Regions from separate parts of the Danio rerio genome. Here regions 1 and 3 are each linked to region 2. A link is a contact called in public Hi-C and HiChIP or PLAC-seq data. All regions are on one chromosome and are shown on one strand. Each heading gives the region's core, a stretch centred on a gene start, on an enhancer-like site or on the middle of the called end of the contact. The rest is flanking DNA. Distances are from core to core; before and after follow the strand shown. Region 1 overlaps inppl1b (inositol polyphosphate phosphatase-like 1b). Region 2 holds the start of atp11c (ATPase phospholipid transporting 11C (ATP11C blood group)). Region 3 holds the start of nkrf (NFKB repressing factor).

Evidence for each region. A called contact is a pair of places that touch in the nucleus more often than the background predicts. HiChIP or PLAC-seq counts read pairs in DNA pulled down with a chosen protein or histone mark.
Region 1: a Hi-C map of embryo shows a contact between it and region 2, with 2.9 times the contacts expected there. The contact joins the enhancer-like site here to the promoter of atp11c in region 2. A contact is called at or near these places in 3 of 18 Hi-C or Micro-C datasets (caudal fin and embryo) and 1 of 4 datasets of contacts at active chromatin or transcription factors (embryo).
Region 3: an H3K4me3 HiChIP or PLAC-seq map of gastrula embryo shows a contact between it and region 2, with 5 times the contacts expected there. The contact joins the promoter of nkrf here to the promoter of atp11c in region 2. A contact is called at or near these places in 2 of 4 datasets of contacts at active chromatin or transcription factors (embryo and gastrula embryo).

What each region holds. Positions count from the first base shown.
Region 1 is chr14:37,352,564-37,356,060 of GRCz12tu, forward strand. It overlaps inppl1b (inositol polyphosphate phosphatase-like 1b), which reads right to left. Exons shown (of 27, transcript NM_001039135.2): 12 at 2,327-2,523; 13 at 1,840-1,957; 14 at 1,577-1,673. Among named protein-coding and RNA genes, the nearest start is that of inppl1b, 17 kb to the right of the region's middle. Within about 2 kb of position 1,613, at least 30 of the 62 cell types and tissues checked have an H3K27ac peak or open chromatin away from gene starts, as enhancers often do. A contact at or near this core is called in caudal fin, where this site is marked.
Region 2 is chr14:37,173,179-37,177,196 of GRCz12tu, forward strand. It overlaps atp11c (ATPase phospholipid transporting 11C (ATP11C blood group)), which reads right to left and starts at 2,340. Exons shown (of 32, transcript XR_012389830.1): 1 at 1,808-2,340.
Region 3 is chr14:37,396,395-37,400,389 of GRCz12tu, forward strand. nkrf (NFKB repressing factor) reads left to right here and starts at 2,734. Exons shown (of 3, transcript NM_001004499.3): 1 at 2,734-3,046; 2 at 3,231-3,355. The coding sequence starts at 2,817. It also overlaps a transcript of inppl1b not described here.

The DNA of each region.
Region 1 (3,497 bases), core at 363-2,862, 180 kb after region 2:
ATGAACAATTTTACTCTTACTTTTCCACTCCATTTTCAATGTTTTGAGTTGGATAAAGTAAATTATGTTTATTATTTACTCTATATGGTGCATGTTTGGATGGACTGGTGCTTGTTTTATTTTTTTATTTTTATTATTATTACTTTGTTTTTGTTTTTTATTGTTTTTTTTATTAATTCACTTATTTATTTTTTCTGTATTTTTTCCTTATCATTTGCGTAAAACTTATAATAGATTTTATATGTTTTTGTTCTGTTTTTTACTTATAAAAAACTTATAAATAATCACATTATAACCTTAAAAAATATAACGTTTTTTTTATCTTAAGTTAAAAATAAGATTTGATTTATATTTTCTGGAAAAATTTCTGTAAAGTTATAAATATTTACTGTCACCTTTGATCAAATTAATGTGTCCTTGTTGAATAAATTTGGTTAAATAATTACATTTTGTAAAACAAACCCAGTGGGCGCACTGGGTAGCTGCTGCTTAAAAAAACATGTGCTGGATAAGTTGGCCGTTCATTCCGCTGTGGCGACCTTTGATTGATATAGGGACGAAGCCGAAAAGAAAATGAATGAACGAATTAATGAAACAATGAAATCTAATAACATGATAGCACTTTACAATAAGGTTTCAATAGATAATGTATCTACTAACATATACAAGCAATGAACAAAACATTTATTACAATATTATTCATCTTCTTTAAAGTTGATAATGTTAAAAGATGTTAACTCAGAGTGTATAAACTATTATTAAAAAAATAAATAATGCATTAGTAAATGTTGAACTATGATTAATAAATACTGTACAAGTAGTGTTCATTATTAGTTCATGTTATTAAACACACTAACATTAGCTGATAGAACCTTATTGTAAAGTGTGAGTAATAAAACACCTCTTTCAGGTCTTGTACAACAGTGTTCTCAAAAGTTTTCATTGTGGTCTGCATTTTTTTGGCCCTAAATAAACCTAAATATACAAGAACTTTTATTAATAAACTGAATCATCAACTCATCAATTAATTAACTGATTGTGTTAATACCAAAGTATTTCTGGGATCTCAGATTTGGACTTTTTATCAAGCAAACAAATATTATAGCTCAGTAAAAATGAGGTTATTTCAAAAGATTAAGTATAAACTAAACGCATAATGGTGGCAAAGGTCTGATTTCACAGAAAATCATAGTGTTTAATAGGCACAAACTCTGATTTTCTTTTGCATCAGACATTTATTCCATCTGAGAATATCAGACATGCTTTATGTTTAAATCTGATTTTACAAGACATTGTTCTAAGTTTGTCATCCATCTCCAAAAAAATGAGGTATGTGTGTTTATTGTGCTCATAACAATTTGAACATCTTGAACATCTTAGAAAGTCGACAAGTGTGCGATTCCTAGAGCTTTACAAAGACATTTTTTTAAAAGCTATATAAACTATTCCAGGCTTAAGAATGATATTTACACTACTTTTTGTGTAGGGCTGTTAGCAGTCAGCATTGTATTATTTTTAATAGTTGAAGAGTTCTTTAAAAGATTGAGATCCTCTCTATAAAGACGTGTGTAAATACCTCAGTGCTTTATCACTTCCAGATGTCAAATGGCAGTTCACAAAGCCCATTGATGTGCCATTAAAGAGAAGAGAAACTCCTACTGCTCCCTTATTTCCTGTAACCACCGAGACAAAAATCAATGAATCTGGTCTAAAATAATATGACTGATTTATCACTGTTTATTAAGCTTAACTACAAGCCATTGATTTAAGACAGATAAAAAAGGATACAAAAAGGGAGAGTTAGCTAGCATGTTTGTTCAAGAAAGAGAGATTTTTTACCAAGTGTGTTCCCCAGGCCAGTTTTTACACTCGCTGTGTTTACTTGACTGATGCGCGCTTCATGCTCCGGCTTCACAAACACAGCCAGTCTGATGTTCCAAAGGGATTGTACTGCCACCTACCGGAGAAACACAAAACGCACACAACCCACACTCCTTTTATAAGAAGCAAGCTAGTTTCCCGTTTCAGCTAGTTTCCTCTGTTTGACTTAGAAGAAGATATTTTGAGAAATGTTGGAAACTTGTAGCTATTGACATCTGTGGTATGAAAAATACTATGGATTATTGGTTACTTACAACATTCCTCAAAATAACTTCGTTTGTGTCAAACAGAGGAAACTATCTTAAAATTGGAAACTCAAGAAACATGCTTGGAAACATATGAAGATGAAGTATGTTTTTATTTGTGAATGAACCGTCATGTTATGATAGCTAATCACTTTAAAATGTGAGGAAACTGTAAGGATTGTGACTTTCTGAGGTCAGACCTGTTTGTAATCGATGTTGGTTGAAGTGCGCAGTGTGGCTCTGATGTGTTCAGCCCACTCTCTCTCTCCCTGCGGGTTGTCCTGAGTGCCCACTGCATAAATATCATGAGGCAGGGAGCTGATGGATTCATCTGGGGTGAGACCCAAACCACTGCATGTAACCCAAGACTGCAGTGAACCGGGTGGCGGAGTGCCCCCTGCCGGCAAAACACAGAACAACGATCAAATCTTCTGCTGCTTTAAATTAGAGTTCACCCTAAAATTACAGCTTATTAATCCATGATGTAAACACACAGCCAAAGTACGTATCTTAAAAAACTTGCTGGTCATATCGAAACTTTTCACTTTAAAGAATACAATTAGGCATTACGGTGGTGCAGTGGGTATCACAATCGCCTCACAGCAAGAAGTTCACTGGTTTGAGCCTCGGCTGGGTCAGTTGGCATTTCTGTGTGGAGCTTGCATGTTCTCCCCATGTTTGTGTGGGTTTCCCGTGGGTGCTCCAGTTTCCCCCACAAGTCCAAAGACATGTGGTATAGGTGAATTGGGTAACCTACATTATCTGTAGTGTATGTGTGTGTGTGGATGTTTCCCAGTGATAGGTTGCAGCTGGAAGGGCATCCGCTGCATAAAACATATGCTGGATAAGTTGGCAGTTAATTCCGCTGTGGTGATCCCAGATTAATAAAGGGACTAAGCCTAAAAGAAAATTAAGGAATGAATATAATCAATGTTATATATATATATTACTCCGCTATCTTGCTGTTTTGGCCTACTATATAGTATGTATTCAGGCACATTTGAACTATAAACTGTTTTATTGTTTTGTTGGCTGAAGCACAACCTACTAAATGCAGTGCACTAATATTCCTTACAGCCTTGGTTTTATTCCTTTAAAAAACTAAATATTGGTGCCCTTAGGATCTGTTGTATGGGTTCCAGACCAGACACTCTCTTACTGATCATCCCATTTACCAGAGGTCACATACAATAAATAAAGAAATATTACAGATACCACAACTTACTTCTAGTGGATCATAAACTTTTGTCTATAATTTGTTACTGTATTCTAATTAAATTTTCCAGAAACACAGTATTGAAACGCATTACATGTTACATTTACAACATGTAATTTGATTACAAGTTCTAAAGTCAGTAAAATTATAATTAC
Region 2 (4,018 bases), core at 1,090-3,589:
AAGCACATATAATAAAGTACGCACCCACATCAGATTTGGTGCAATCATTTAATCACCATTGTGCTGTCGCAAAAAGAGGCATGCTTTTCTTTCTTCCATGGAATCTTTTCTATGCAATTTCATTGCTTCATACAATGAAAGTGAAGGGTGACTGATGGTATCTTCTTTTATCTTGAGGCCATGACAAACCAAACCGACTTCAAAGATCTAACTGCATCACAATTTGACCGCGTTAAGGGCTTGCATGAACTGCATCTTGGCCAAAAAGCTTCACCTGAATACACTAGAGAAAGAAGTACAACTTATTGCAAAATAGCAGGCGTGTTCTGCATGCAAAAATTCAACTGTAAGTCCCCCTATGACAACTCAACATGCTGAATCGGGCAAACTGCCTCCGACATGAGCCCAACCAGAGCCAACATGAAAACCAGAGTAATATGTGCCTGCTCTGACCCACCTCAACCACAAAAATTAAAGTTTAGAAGTGCAATTGCTGTATAATTTCACTTACAGATTGCTTCACAAATTCACACTGATGGTTGTCGGGCAGTTAGTCAATATAGTCAGTTGCAATCGAGATTTTCCTCTAATGTCCAAGGCTGCTCCTTTCACAGAAAATTGTACATTTCAGTAACATAGACCTAACGACTAGAATTAAAGTGGTAAAGCATGACCAAATATTAAACTTATGCAAATATAACAACCCAAACAATGATGTGGTTTGGTCACCCTGACCCTAAATTAACGAATGAGACAAGTAACTCGCAATCAAACATAATAAAACCAACACTTTAACAATGGAGAGTGCACCCAAATGAAAATGGTGCAGTCATTTGCTCACTGGCATGTTCCGACAGACGTGTATGAGATTCTTTCTTCCGTGCATTTCTTTTTATTCATGCAATGAATGTGAAGAATAACTCATGCTATCTCCATTTATGTTAGTCTGGAATCGCATGAGGGTGAGTAAATATTTTGTTTTATTTCTAGGTGAAGCATTAGTTCAAGCACACGAGGAGCGTGTTGAATTCATTTGCAATGGTGAATTACAACAATAATTGAAGCAAAAGCAGGGAGAAATTTGATTACAAGTATTCCCACAACCACAGACCAAAACGGCTGAGACTAAAAAAAGGCTTCATCTTAAAGCCAGCATTCAACTTCAAGAGCTCTGCCCTGATGCTCTGCAATTATGTGGTAAAAGCAGAATTACTGCATCACGTGCCCAAATAAAGTTTCCATCTAAAAGGTTGCGACAGCAATGAAGGGCATTAGGAAATTAATTATTGGATTCAAGTACAACACGTAAAGGGCTTAGCTTGCAAGAGCGAGCAGTATTATTTGATTAACACTATCAGGAATGCAGCTTAACTTAAAAAAAATTGGCAGAACACATCAGAAGTAGCTGCCTGAAACCATTATCTTCACAACAGAAGAGGCGTCGTCAGCGTCTAAACCCCAGTCCTAACGTGTCCAGGCTCAATCAAAAGTGACTGTCAACTTCTTAAAAAATATTTTCCAGCTGCTAAACCCTATAAACTCGCGCTTTGAATGGCTAATATGCGTGACACGACTCACTTAGCAACAGCTGGTCCATGTTACCAGGAAGTTGCCTGCATACCTCAAGTAATTACAGCTTTGGTGGTGTTAAAAACTCTTGTGGTCAGCCAGAGGAGCTCTTTCTGCAGGGTGGCTCCCTGGTTTTTAAATAAGCCGTCCAACTTGTGCACAAACTGAGATGTTGCCTCGATAGACCTGCTCGATTTAAGTGAGATGTAAGTGAGCGGCAGCAGAGTGCCATACATACCAATCGGTTGAGCCTCCTCCGTAACATCTTCAGTTGTTCCGTCTTCTTTGGTATCTGAAGACGCTGTCGAGCAGCTGTTCCTTTTGTTGCGGCCAAACTACAGGCTAGTTGAGCTCGAGGATGAGTAACGTTAAGTTTGCATGTATGACGGCAAAATGCGCCTTGTTTAGCTATCTACTTTCTAACCTGTTTCCCCGAGCTATATGCAATGCGGCGGTGAAGCTACATCGTTTCCATATTAATTGAATGCTGTCTTCTCTAACCATTCGCATTCTCGTTTTTGGATACTTTGCGCGGCGCTAGTCGCGGGAGCTCCCCGCGCGCGGGGTCGATTCACTCAGCGGCATCCTGTACTCTGTGTGCCCTGTTGCTGAGCCTCCTAATAATTCACCGCATTCGCCTCCCCGCCGTTAACGCACCGCACGCGACTGGAGATTGACGAGGGGGAGAAAAGTGATGGCGATCTCTTGAAGGTGCGGATTTCCACTCGTGTGCCGCCGCCCCCTCCTCTCGTTCAGATTCCTGTCAAACACATTTTACTCTCCTAACGCAAGAGCCGCTACGACGACAAGCCCCGCCCCTCCGTGGCTGACGCAAAGTTTTCTGGGAAATGTATTTTTGGCGGAAAAGATACTGTTTCTTTTTACAGTTCTTCCAAAAAGAAACGTGTTAATTTGGAAATATATGTTCAGGTGGTGATTGGCTTGATATGCTCCTCTTTTGCTTATTCACTTCCTGCAGCAGGGTAACGTTATTGTTTAGTTGTCAATATGTTAAAGCATTGGAAGCACAATTTTTTTATAAAGTCAAAACAGTTGTGAGATTTATTTTGTAATAGGTTAAAAGTGACTAATATCAGGAGGTATTTTTATAATTTGTACATTTAGATGCAATGGACTCCATCCAAAAAATTGTTAAAAGTATCTTTGGAAAAGACCCAAGTAGCACAATCTATATTATTCATGGAAATAAAATATTAATGGCTAAATGTTTCACATTGTATTATTCATTTAATTTAATATTTATTTATTATATTTGTTTATTTGTCATAGCTAATATATTTTTGACATTCAATACAAAAAAATATTTTTATATTGTGCTCAGCATAATTAAGTACACCCCCATTTTGACAATGAATATTTAAACAAAGCAGATTTATTAAACATTTATAAAAATAATATTTTAGTTACCAAACATATTTAAAAATTAAAATATAACACAATGAAATTAAAGCAAAACATTGTGGAAAAAATACAAAAAATACAACTTACAAAATTTAATCAAAATTGTTTTTAAAAAATCTTCTCCTGATTTGTCCTCTTTTTAAAATTTGCATTTAATATTTTTGTATAATAAATAAGTTTGGGTGTACTAGTTTTTGGGCTTTTATTGTAAGTTATTTTGATAGATAAGCTCCAGATTTGGCTTCAGTACCGACTAATCTAATGTTTATGCACAAATATAATATTGTATAGCTTCCCGATAAAAATGTACATTTATTTATATATATATATATATATATATATATATATATATATATATATATATATATATATATATATATATATATATATATATATATATAATTTTTATTATTTATTTTATTATCAAATAGATTTATTTATTCATAATTACACATCTTACTCTACATTAACAGACCTTCCAACATCACCAAACCCCTATTTCTTCAGATGCCCCTGCTGAAAAGAAAACAATCTAAAATCTCATAGAATGCATAATGGTTTTAATGGTTATAATGGTAATTGTATTGGTTTTAATTGAAATTGTAATGGTCCCCATGGGTGGTATTAAAACCACTAAACAAACCCTAATGTGTGCCGAAACACATTAGAAGTCATTAAAATGCTCTGGTAAAAAGTTTTACTGTTTTAATGGTAGTTTTTGTGGAAATTTGAACTTATGGTTTTTTTTTTCATCTTTTCATTAGGGCCCTTATAGTGTATAGCTATAACAATTAAATTCATGTTCTTTATATAATGCTGTTACGATGTAGATAGTGTCAAAGCAGCTTAGCAGTTCTAGTAAATCAGTCCAGTTTTCAGAGTTGAAGTTCAGTTTAGTTCAGTGTGGTTTAATTTTCACTGCTGAAAGTCCAAACACTGCAAAGCAAATCCATCAACGCGCAGTTCCACAAGTCACAAATCAAGCAAGCTAGTGGTGAAGATAACAAGAAATTAAAAATCAGAAAGA
Region 3 (3,995 bases), core at 1,484-3,983, 220 kb after region 2:
TTTTTACATTTTTTGGAAAGAACTAAAAGTGAAAAATACTTTTATTATTGATTTCAAGATTACCCAATAAAATAAGAGCATTTAAAAGTTAGCAGTTCACTGGATTTGCCATTAATAGTTTAATAGTTTTACTTTTAGGTAAAACGTTCAGTTGCATTATATTTTATAAACTCAAATTTTCAAATAAGAGTATTATCAGATGATTTATTTAAAGGGCACCTATTTTACACCTTTTTTTTCAAGATTTAAGATCAGTCTTTTGTGTCTCCAGAATGTGTCCGTAGAGTTTCAGCTCAAAACACCCATCAGATTGTTTATTAAACCTTTCAGAATATTTATATTTTCTGCTCTGAGCATCTTGTAGCTGTTTTTGTTGCCTGTGCCTTTAATGTCAGTTCTCCACGCCCACCGTTTCCACGTGCCAGTCAGTGTGTGCCTCAATCACTGCCTCGGCTGTGTCAGATAAACAGCACAGTGACACCCATGAAGGAAGCAGATCTCACATAACATTTGTGAGAAACACTACAGTAAGAACTTTCCCAATTATAATTAGATGTATGTTGTGGAGTTAATTCAAGCCTTTCTGCGACGGGTCATACACAATGTCGTTACAAAGTTTGCGCACAGACACGCACGCACAGCACGTGTGTTTAACTTTTCACTATTTTAGCACCGCAAATGTGACAGGATACACGTTAATGTCCATCGTTGTATGGATATCTGTTAACACTGTTAATTGCACAGTTTTAAAAACATTTTAAACTTTTAAAACTCATTCTTGATCATATTGGATAATGATTGATGATCACAGAGAGCTGAACAGATCTTTTAATCCCAGTTTCTTTGCACATGTCCTTGTCTTTGTTGATATGATTATACACATTACTAGGGAGACAGGTTAATACATGATGACTGTCAATCAATTTGGTGGGCAGGGAAACAGCGCTTTGTGGGAGCGATTTGAATCCTATTTTTATGTCATGAAGTTTAAAAAAGAGACTTACTTACACTTTACCAACACACAGTTCTGTCCAAACAGCTTTCAAAAGATGATTTTCATCATAGGTGCCCTTTAAAGAAAACAACAATAGGTCAATATATAATATATTGGGGACAATGTGTACATACATGTTTTCCCAAAATATTTATATCCTGGAAAACTGAACATTTTCTGAAAATTTTACTTTTTCTGCCGTTTTCTGCAAATATGTTTAAATATTCTACATTTTAGTATTCTTGTTAGGAATTATCATTAGGCGACGCAGTAGGTAGTGCTGTCGCCTCACAGCAAGAAGGTCGCTGGGTCGAAACTTGGCTCAGTTGGCGTTTCTGTGTGGAGTTTGCATGTTCTCCCCATTTGTGTGGGTTTCCTCCGGGTGCTCTGGTTTCCCCCACAGTCCAAAGATATGTGGTACAGGTGAATTGGGTAGGCTAAATTGTCCGTAGTGTGTGTGTGTGTGTGTGTGTGTGTGAGTGTGTGAATGAGTGTGTGTGGATGTTTCCCAGAGATGGGTTGTGGCTGGAAGGGCATCCGCTGCTTAAAAACATGCTGGATAAGTTGGCGGTTCATTCCACTGTGGCGACCCCGGATTAATAAAGGGACTAAGCCGACAAGAAAATGAATGAATGAAATTATCATTACTAATTAATTTGACTTAAAACATTGTATAATGTCATTGACAAATCCACCGAATATAACTCTAAGACTTGTCTCCAGAGCTGATATTATCAGCAATGTACTCAAAATCAAAAGATGTACACTGAAAAAAACTGATTCTACAAAATTGCAGTTTGAGTTGAATTTAATCAAATTAAATTTAGTAATGTTCAACTTAATTTATTTTTTAAATTCAACCAAAATTAATAGTTTACAACCACTCAGCTTAAAAAAAAGTAAATCCAAGGAATCATCTTTGATTATTTTTTTAGTGCATCTGTTAGCTGTCTGCTATGTACAACATAATCAAGAAACGCAAACCAAAAGTATAATTTTGTACCATTGAAAAGCCTACATAAACTGTAGAATTTGAAATAAATTGATCTAAAACTCCAATTTAAGATGAACTAACGTTACAATGTTATAACAATGTTATCAAATATGTATTGTGGATAATAATAATGTGATAAAAGACAACAGTGTGTGACACTGGTGAGTCGCCGTTCAAGCTGAACGGATAAATAAATGAGCCGTTTCCTGGTGTTAGCAGTGGATTAGCTTTAGCCCTGTCAGATTGCTTGTGCGTCCGAATCATTTGGACCTCAATCCGCAGCGACTTTACACATTCAAGGACAACAAAACCGAGCTTATGTACGACAAAGGTAAGCTTATACTTCAGTTTTGATATGTATACGTAACGTTATACACCGCCATAGCATCCGTGTAAATGAAAATAAATAACCAGTGAATAGCAGTGAAATCAAATACACTGCGTCACGTAAAGACTATTGGCTAGCGAATTTATGGAATTACACTTATAGAACGGTGTAGGGGTTAATTTAAAGATATATTATATAAAACAACTTGGTTTTGTGTGAGAAATGTCATGAAAGTTTTGCAGACGGACAGTTACGAAATCTGCTATGATGTCAGATGACCGGACGATAGTTATTAGATCATATTTACGTCATGCAAATCAATCTATGATTATCTATATAATTAATACATATTAATTACATTATTTAATATGCATCAGCAAGCTGTCTTATATTCAGAATCAGCTCTCCATTGAGCGCATTGGGTGCTTTCCCAGCATGCACTGTGCTAGCTAGTAGCTACGTTGTTTCCGGTTAGCTTCTCGCTACTGTCGACCACCGGGATGCTCAGACCTCATTCACCGGACCAGTTTGTTTCTAGCAAACCCGCTGGTTTTCGCCGCTGGACGTGTAATGTCGATGACTTCCGTCAGCAGTTCGAAAGTGACAAGCATTGGTCTGCTAGACGTCAGTTCATATTGAAACACATTGAGCAGTACGAGCACGAAAATGGGCTTGATAAGCTGCTGGCCCTGTCGATGGTGTGGGTTAACCATGTTTTCCTGGGATGCAGGTAGGAATTGAAATTGAATGTAAAGTTTGAGAGCATGCTCGTGTCACAAAAGTAGCGGAGAGGTTAATTTTATGTCGTGTTTTCGGTTATATAATGTGGCGCCATACAGATCACCTTGAATTCAATGTTATGCTCATGGTTCTCGTTGGTCAATGCTATGGCGTTTCTTTCTTTCTTTGGGCAGGTATGGCTCTCAACTGATGGACAAGGTGCTTGAGATGGCAGAAGGGATTGATCTTGGCGAAATGCCCTCATATGAACTAGTCCCAAACGCTGAAGCCAAAAAGAGACCGTGTTCATCTGATGGAAGTAAGTTCACCAAGTCTAGTATTTACAAACGACATGTAACACTGAACCTAACTTGGGCTAGGTGTTGTGTGATTTAAACAAAAGCTCAGCTCAGTGTGTTTGGCTGAATTGTAAGATACGGTGTATATGTCAGTATTTTAACAAAAACTAAACAAAAACCAAGAAAACATGTTTAATTTACATTCTGCCTAATGTCAGATGAAACGATGCATAGCAAAGGCTTTGAAGACAATGTTACCACATAGTTTATGCTCATACCTGTCAACATTGGGATGTGGAAATAAGAGATATGCCCACCATAATAAGGGATTTAATTAGATTTTTTCGTTTGATCACATTAAATAACAGAGGTGTCACTTTAGAAATCCACACATCTAAGTTAGGAAAGCAGTCAAATGCCTTCATTATATTAATGAATAATGAAGGTGTTTGACTGCTTTCCTAACTTTTTATGCTCATTTAAGACAAAATTAGTTGTGTTTGAATAAAAAAAAAACACCAAGATCGACATCTTTAGATGTTATTATTAATTACGTGTATATGTCTGTTAAAACACACACCCAAAAGCCAGACTTTCGCTCCATTTTTTTTTTCATTTTTATATTTATTTCAAAGCATTTTCATGCCTAAACAAGGCGAA